Linked DNA regions of Anas platyrhynchos: region 2 is linked to region 1. A link is a contact called in public Hi-C data. All regions are on one chromosome and are shown on one strand. Each heading gives the region's core, a stretch centred on a gene start, on an enhancer-like site or on the middle of the called end of the contact. The rest is flanking DNA. Distances are from core to core; before and after follow the strand shown. Region 1 overlaps ST8SIA1 (ST8 alpha-N-acetyl-neuraminide alpha-2,8-sialyltransferase 1). Region 2 holds the start of ST8SIA1 (ST8 alpha-N-acetyl-neuraminide alpha-2,8-sialyltransferase 1).

The links. A called contact is a pair of places that touch in the nucleus more often than the background predicts.
Region 2: a Hi-C map of small yellow follicle shows a contact between it and region 1, with 2.4 times the contacts expected there. The contact joins the promoter of ST8SIA1 here to the enhancer-like site in region 1. A contact is called at or near these places in 2 of 8 Hi-C or Micro-C datasets (skeletal muscle and small yellow follicle).

Annotation. Positions count from the first base shown.
Region 1 is chr1:76,321,876-76,326,519 of IASCAAS_PekinDuck_T2T, forward strand. The region is part of intron 2 of ST8SIA1 (ST8 alpha-N-acetyl-neuraminide alpha-2,8-sialyltransferase 1); the gene reads right to left. Among named protein-coding and RNA genes, the nearest start is that of ST8SIA1, 60 kb to the right of the region's middle. Within about 2 kb of position 1,571, at least 4 of the 8 cell types and tissues checked have an H3K27ac peak or open chromatin away from gene starts, as enhancers often do. A contact at or near this core is called in small yellow follicle, where this site is marked.
Region 2 is chr1:76,382,593-76,386,832 of IASCAAS_PekinDuck_T2T, forward strand. It overlaps ST8SIA1 (ST8 alpha-N-acetyl-neuraminide alpha-2,8-sialyltransferase 1), which reads right to left and starts at 2,079. Exons shown (of 5, transcript XM_027449991.3): 1 at 1,409-2,079. The coding sequence starts at 1,656.

The DNA.
Region 1 (4,644 bases), core at 321-2,820:
GGGTTGGAGTGGCCACAGGGGCTGGAGTGGCCGCAGGAGCCAGAGCCGCAGTGGCCACAGGGGGTGAAGTGGCCACAGAGGCTGGAGCGGCTGCAGGGGCTGAACTGGCTGCAGAGATTGGAGTGGCTCCAGGGGCTGCAGTGGCCACAGGGGCTGTACTGGTCGCAGAGTCCATCATAGGGGCTGGAGTGGCTGCAGGGGTTGGAGTGGCCGTTGGGCCTGTCACAAGACTTGGAGTGGCCGCAGGGTCTGTCACTAGGTTTATAGTGGCATTGATCGCAGCTCGATAGGCATAGGCCAGACCCCAGCACGTTGCAGTGATCTGTGTCTCTTTGCCAGAGTGATGACACCTCTTTTTCAAGCATTCTACCAGTTTTTTTAGGATTTTGCAGTTGTTCAGGGGTGAATTTCCAAAGCACTGGAGGTGCCCACTGCTCTAGCTACCTGCCCATATCCTCCCATGCTCCCTGCTGCTCATCTGCCTCAGGGCAGATCCCTGGATAGCATTCCTAAGTAGTTTTTTAACCTTAAACAAAATCTAAAGCACATTCAGGAGACGTAACAATAACAACATGCTGGTCTGAACATCCCAAGGATATTCAAAATCTTGAAGAACTATCATAACTACCCCAGAGGATAAGAGGGGGGTGAAGGAGAAAGGGAAAGTGAAAAAGCAAGAAAAAATATCTCCCCTTGTTCCCTCCATAGATTGGCTCCCTGAAAAAAAAAAAAAAAAAAAAAAAAAAAAAAAAAGGTAATACATGTAATTCTTGATAGTTTCTGAGTTATGGTTTCCAAAGTACAGAGTCGATGACATTGCTGAGTACTAATACTAGGTTAGTCTCATGACCAGCAATTTTATCATATCATAAGCCAATGTAACACAGTACAGTAAAACAATGATCCTAAACCAGCCCCCAAAAGGATAAACAGCACAACATGGAACATATACAGTAAGTAATATGCCAAATAACTCAATTTGGAAAACAGGCACAGCAGCCCTAAGATCAAAGCAATCAACATTGTGACTAGCAACTATTAAGCAGGTCTAATACTTATATCAATTCATGTTTAACACACTCTGGTCAGATCTGTCATAATCTTAACCCTTCGAGCCCGACGTTGGGCACCAGGACTGTTGTGGTTTAACCCAGATGGCAGCTAAGTACCACACAGCCGTTCGCTCACCCTCCCCCCTCCATCTCTGGGATGGGGGAGAGAAACAGGAAAATGAAGCCTGTGGGTTGAGACAGAGAATCTTTATTAAGACAGAAATAACAAATAAATTATTTGTTTATTAATATTATTATTAATAATAATAATAATAATAATAATAATAATAATAATAATAATAATAATAATAATGTGTACAAAACAAGTGATGCACAATGCAATTGCTCACCATCTGCTGACCGATACCCAGCCTATCCCTGAGCAGCCGGCACCCCCACTCCTGTTAGGCTACCCCTATATATTGCTCAGCATGACGTCAGATGGTATGGAACACCCCTTTGGCCAGTTTGGGTCAGCTGTCCTGGGTCTATCCCCTCCCAACTCCTGCTACAAGCCCAGCCTGCCCGCTGGCCGGACAGAGTGAGAAGCTGAGAAGTCCTTGGCTTAGCGTAAGCACTGCTCTGCAACAATTCAAATATCAGTGTGTTATCAACATTATTCTCATCCTAATCCAAAACAAAGCACCCTTCCAGCTACTAGGAGGAAAACTAATTCTATTCTAGCTGAAACCAGGACAGCAAGAAATGTCTGGAGTTCTTGAAACTTTGGAAACTGCTTTCAAAGAAGTTCTCCTGGTATTTTGGACAGGACAAGGGGAGATACAAGGGCACCCGACAGGGCTCTGGGTAGACATGGCCCAGGCCTCGTGGCCTTCCAGGAAATGCCGGTACCCAGCAGAAGACAAAAGGAGAGGGTGGAAGTAGCATTGCGGTAGCCCCAGGTGCACAGGAGGACACCTTCAGACGTGTAATGTGACAGCTTTAAATCAACAATGAACATCCAAACAATAATAAATAAAAAAAAGCATGCAGATTTAACACACGGAATGGCCCTCAAAGTAGACTTCAGTTGGGGAATTGAGTCTGCTAAACAATCATACCGTGACATAAACAGACAAGAGAAGTGTCATCACAGTGACACCACTGAGCAACAGGCTGTGACGTGACCGAGCGACGGACTGTGTTGACTTATATCTGGGTGCCTGACCTAGCCCAGCCTGTCATGTGCCTAGACTCCCACTGCGTGGGTGCGCAAGGCTTTGAGGTCAAGCGACCAGTTGGTTTGGGTGCTGGCTTGTGCTTTTGGGACTGCTGCGAGCGTCTCTCAGGGCCCATCCCCGCAGCCACCACCCAGTGTTTCCCCAGCCCTGCCCACGTCAGGCAGTTGGGGCCCCACGAGGTGTGCTCGCTGCAGCAGAGGTGAGGTATGCCCCAGGGACATGTGCCCCGGGGGGTGGCTGTGGTGGGTTTTGGGGGCTCGGGGAGCTGTGCATGTGGGGAGCATGAGATGGCCCAGGCGTGGTGCTGGGAGGCTTTTCTGCTGAGAGATTTGGACATTTCTTCACCACTGCAGTACTGGTGATCAAGGGGTGCAACTCATCACGCTTGGCTCTTCCCAGCCACGCTGCCATGAGCATGGGGCTGCTCTCTGTCCCTTTTGAGAATAAAGCACCTTGAGGAAAATTGCCTGGTTCTACCAATGTTCCTAAGGAGCCAACATAATACCGAAAATTAACAAGAAGCCAAATTTAGCCCTTAATGTTGCTTTCTTGCACTTTTGCATAAGGAAGAGTATGACAGTTGAAAAGACAGCTCTCTTTGTGTCAGCTACAGGTAATGTGGCATTGGTTTTTACACTGTAAGACATGGTAGGGTGCCAAATGCTCCTTCTTCCTTTCTTTATTGCTTACAAATCATTCCCAGTCCGATAGGCCTTTTCTTCCTCCAGTGGAGCTGTCAAGTAGGAAGACACGACAGCTTGACAGCAACTCTCCAAAAAACATCAGCATCATGCAGGGATAGTGTGTCTTCTGTAAGGGAATGGGGACAGTGGCTATGTTCCCCAGCATTTCATTCGTCCCTTTCAGCTGACCTACCACAGTCCTGTGACGATAGAATCACAGAATGGTTTGGATTGGAAAGGACCTTAAACACCATCTAATCATTTTTGAAAAATAAAAGATGAACTTTTTTCCGGGAAGATTTTCTTTAAAATTGGTTGTGCTGTTACATAAGAAGTCTCACGCGTGGTACTAATTCATAACTTCAGACATTTTCTATCATACCCCTATTTTCCACCTGGCCTTTCTGTTTATAGTTACTGATTGAAATAACTGCACAAAGTTGGAAAGACATCTAATATTTTAATAGTAATTTAGAAGTCTTTTTTACATGGAGTAGCAGAAGAAAAATGGGTTAGAATGAAAGCATCTGTGTATGAGTGCCATAAGGGCAGAAAATCTTTATCATAAATCTTGACTGAATGTTGGGGGCTGGAAGATGCATGCATTTTAAGAAACCACAGTGACTGGTAGGAATTATAAAGCATTCAGGAAATCTAAATTGTTTTGTGTTCATGCAAAGTTCTACTGCAGAAGCACATTAGTGAAACTGCTGAAACCTATATTTTGCATGCAAAGAATCTGTCAGAATCATGATGTATGCTCCACTGAGAATTACTAAACTCATATAAAGCTCTCTGTGCTCCACTAATATGTGAAATGTTAAGCAAGAAGCAAACCAAAAGCCTTTTCCATAAGGTAATACTGTCACAAAATAGAGGGATAGGTATAAGCATACTTATTCTGTGCAACTGATCAGAATGAAACTCCTGCCAGACTGACGCAGGTATGTAACACACTGACCTTTTGTGTGCATGCTAATTATTAGAAAATAAGCTGAGCTTGGTTTTCCAAATCCTGGACTCAGGTACTACCAAACCCCAATATTTGATTACAAAGAAATTACTGCAAGAAACTGTTACAGTGGCTATGAAATCCCCTTAGGAGATGGGAAAGAGACCCTAAAATGAACCTCCAGCTACTGCTTTTTTTTTTCTTTTTTCTTTTTAATAGCTTCATTGCTCCACAGAGGCACTGCCAATTGACACATTATGAAACTTGAAACTCACTGCTCATGCAAAAGAGAAAGGGTCCAGGTGGAACAAGATTCTCTGTAATGTCATGCAAGCATGTCTCAGCCATGACAGCAGAGTCTTTATCAAGGATCCAAGTGGAATTTAACATTAGATTTCACGTAAACTTTGTGCTGTCTGCAAATACCTACTTCAGACAGTATGTTTTTTTTCAGGAGATTAGTATTCCACTTTGTATTTACAGGAGTGCATGGGACTGCAAAAGACCAATTAGGAGACTGAACACAGTGCTCTGCCGCAGCAGGGAAACCTCTTATATCCAAAAGGATACATGGAATATTAACTGTAGAGCAGTCACATACAAAAGAACACTCTGCAACTTACCTACATATTCACACAAAAAAATATGTACTGCCAGTAACTAGCTGGCAGTTACTTTTAGTCCAAGCTGTACTTAGCAGGAACTTCAAAATGGTCTGCTCTCTAATAGCTTTCCACCCAGCATGAAGTCACTGCAAGTACTCACTTGCAGTGGAT
Region 2 (4,240 bases), core at 829-3,328, 61 kb after region 1:
AAGAAAAGAATGATAGCAAAGAATGTCATTGTTTCTGTTAATTGTATTACAATATAGAGAAGTTTACCTGATGAGGGCTTCAATTTCCTAGCTTTCTACCCATGTTAAGAGCAGCAAATCTATGCAGCAAGAATACAGAGTTCTACATCACTATTGTTTGACTATTTTGGTATATTCACTACATATCTCCAGTGAAAATTTCACTTAAAAAAGTGTTAATTCCTAAAGCAGATTGATTTAAAGTTCATTGTATTTAGCACTGTGCCAACTGAGCAAGACACAGATGAGAAACCACAGCTCACTTTATTGAAAGATATTCTCTTCCATAAGCATCCTTGAGATAACCACTATACCTAGACAGTGGAAAAAACATCTGGGCAGGTGGAATAGTTGAGAAGCCACACAGTTTTTGTTTGTAAACCATGTGGCTGAAATAGACTAAAAAATATTTTTTAAACTGAAGTTGCAGCAGCTTTGTCAACCTTCAAAGCAACATTTGGCTTACAAACATGAAAAACAATGCATCGAGCTCTCCCTTGTATCACCTATCAGAGTAATTTTTTTTTTAAATGATTAATCTACCTAAAAATGTAAATCTGCGGCACAAAAGAATTAAGATAAATTAATAACTGAGACCAACCCAGTGTCTTCCAGTTTTCTACCCTGTGCTCTAGAACAAGGATTCTACATCAGAACCTTTTTGCTAGCTCTGTATCTAAGGGAGGACTTCTTTCAGGCCTAGCTTCTATTAACACAAACCAATTTAACATCTCTCATTGCTTTTATTTTCTGCAAGCTCCAGGTGCTGAAGGGTGTGCTTTTGAAGAGCTGCAAAGTTTCTGCTATCCCAGCGGACAAGATACTAAGCAATCACACGCCGGCTCCAGTTCACAGCAAACAAGTTGAGCTGCATTCGCAAAACAACGAAGAACACCAAGTAGCGCCGTGCACCAGAACAGAAGCCCCTAGGAACTGGGATCTGATTCACTCCGGCATTTACAAAAGCAAGGGAGCCTTTTTGCAGGTAGTCTGGCTACCACTAACCCCGACCTTTCGCCTGCAGCTCAAAGGACAGGGAGAAAACCCAGCTTCCCACCTGGCGGGGAGGGGAAGGGAAACCCCCGGGCTGTCTGCATTTCACCCAGCCGCTCGAGCGGGTTTTGGGGGAAGGCAAATCTCCTCCGCGCCCCCTTTCAGGCCGGGGGCGCCCGGGAAGCCCTCCCTGCCGCAGGGGCACCCGGCTGCAGCCCGGCCCTTCGGCCGCTCGGCCCGGGGCGAGCCCCCCACGAAAGTTTGGCGGGGCAGGAGGGGTCGGGGCCGGGCAGGGGGCGGCAGGAGCGGAGGGACGGCGCCAAGTTTGGGGCGGCGAGGGGCTGCCCGTCCCCGGCCGCCCTTGAGCCGGCGGTACCTGAAGCCGGCGACTGCAGTGTGGTTCCTCCTCCACGCCTTGCCCTGCTGCAGCAGCACCCCCTGCACGATCTCCTTCTCGTCGGGCAGCCGGTAGACGGGGAAGACGTAGAGCCAGCAGAGGACGAAGACGCCCAGGGCGCTGGCCCCCACGGGCAGGCGGGTGCGCGGCCACTTCCACGCCAGCCCCGCCATCCTCCTCCTCCTCCTCCCGCAGCGCCGCCGCGGCGCCGGGCTGCGCTCCTGCATCAGGCCCTCGCCGTGCGGGGGCCGCCCAGCCCCGCCGCCCTACGCCCGGCGGGCCGGCCGGCGCCCGCTGCCCGCGGCCATGGCATCCCGGCCGGGCTCCTCCCGGGGGCTGCGCCGCGGCTGCCTCCTCTCCCGGCGGTGGCTGCTGCCGCCCCTCCTCACGGGCATTTGGTCCCCCGCTCTGCCCGCCAGGCGAGGCGAGGCGAGGCGATGCTCCCCTCCCTCCGCCTCCCGCCCGCTCTCTTTACCGCGGGCCGCCCCGGTAAATTTCCACCCCGGACCCTTCCCTCGCTCGGCCCCGCGCCGGGGCTTCCTTCCGCTCGCACCGGGGCCGAGGCAGCTCCCGGCCCCTGCGCGGGGCTGAGGAGCCGCCGCCGAGCCCCCCGCAGCCCGGCCTCCTCCCCCGGGAGCCGCCGCACCGCCCGGCAGCCGCGCTCCGCCGGGGGCCGGCCCCGCAGCGCGCCCTGGCGGCCATCTGCTGCCCGCGGGGCCTGCCCGCCACACGGCCGGGAGCCGGCTGCCGCGGAGCAGCCCCCGGCTCGGGGCGGCGGCTGGGAGGGAAGAGGTGGCCCCCGAGGCTGAGCCGGCGGTGCTGGGGGCGCTGGGTGACAGAGCCCGCCGGGAGCGGCCCGTGTGAGAGGGGAGCGGGCGCCGGCTGGCAGCGCCGTCATGTCCGCGTGTAGCCACGGCGCTGTAACTCGGGAGATGCAGGGATGCGGGGGGACATTCACAGCCTCTCTTGTCCGAGACCTGTCACTGCGGTATAGATGTTGTTTGCACTAACGCCTTACACAGCACAGCTGTCTAGAGCAAGTGGGAAAAGAAATAGAGCACTGTGTCCCTGGCCAACACCTGGCAAATCCCTTCCGAGCAGGACAGGTGTTTGCATCCTCCCTAAGTAAACTTGCTTTTTTGGTGAGGAAGCTCTTTGTCGACGGTAGCATAAAACTGTCCGATCAACTCTACTAAAACCAAACAGAACTAATCGATCCATCCCTGGGGATGTTCAAGGAAAGGTTGGACCTGGCACCTGGCGCTTAGGGGTTTAGTGGTTGATATTGGTAGTGGATATTGGTTGGACTGGGTGATCTTGGAGTCTTCTCCAACCTTTATGATTCTGTGATCTTTAGGGAGACTTATTCAAAATGTAGTTAGCTAGACTTATCAAAAGTAAAAATTATTAAAAACATGCAAAACTGTGTGCATTTTTGTGTAAATGTGCAAAACCATGCACTCCGGATTAAATTCTGCCTCATTGCTCACCTTTAGTCAAAAAGAGGGACAAGCCTGAGTCTTGATGTCACTTAGGAAACCAAAAGTGGAAAAAGGAACAAAGAGAAAGTAGAAATGGCTTATTATTTCACTGTCCAAACTGGATGCAATGAAGTAAGTAGAAATTAAATAGATGCAGTTATTTGCTAATTTCTTCGTTAACGCAGTCCCTCCTTAAGTAGAGTAGGGAGGGATCATTTCCTTAATAAAGGATTATTACTTACACAATTATCACTTACACAATTAGATGCAGGATTGGGGGATATTTTTTATGTGTGAACCTATAAGGTATTCCTAAGCCTTTCGCCTTATTTTTCCTTTCTTTTTTTTTTTTTTTTTTTCTTTTTCCTTATTATCTTTCAGCCTCAAGCCCCCAGGCTGTTCACTGAATTTATAACAGTCCACAGTCTGTCTAGTGCAATGGCTGTTAACTCCTTCATCGTTTCCTGCCTACAGCACACAAGGAGCCAGATGTACCAAGACAGAGATGAGGCAGAGCCTGTTATGTTGTTGCTGACATGGCACAAAGAACTGAAAATGTCTGGCCTCATTCTGTTATTATACAGGTAGAAATTTCTTCTTTCCTTACCTTCTTTCAGTAAGCCCTGAAGAGAAGTGTACTGATGCTTTACATTGTGGGTAATGATTTCAGGTGGAGAATAAACTGCTAAACATTAATCTTGCTTTCAAGCAAACAGTCTTAACCACCTCAATGGCAGTTTGCAATCATTGTGAAGATGTAGTAATTGACAATCCATGCCTTTAAATCAAAGCCAAAAGATGGAACTATCCTCTCTGCTGTACTCCACATTAGTGAGAATTTCAATAGTGAGATTTGTTCTCATCTTCATTCTTTGGGTCCCAGGTAAGATCTACAAGCACAAAGGCTAATTATTCTGGATGAAGTTCATAAGCGGGCCTAATACAGGAAAAGACAAATATATAGCGAGAGAGATAGATGCCTTCAGAAAGAAACATAGAGAAAAAGCAATGGGTGAGACCAGTGAATAACGAGCATTTTGAACATTAAGAAGAAATAGTGTTACTATCCACAGATCAGAAGGAAAACAGTGTTATGATTTTCCTGGGTTCACTGTAAAATCCATCAGCAGACCTCTCTTCTAGTTTTCTATTGCCTGTTTATTTGCCACAACAATGCAAACCGTACAGCCATGCAGACTCATTCACAACATCCCTAAGCTAGCTGTACTCATCTGATGGCTTTGCATTTTCTTTTCTGCCCCTGCGGGTGGAGCTGAAACTCTGCTGTTACTTAATGCTGCTGCTGTATCTGAGAAAGCCGTGCTCAAGA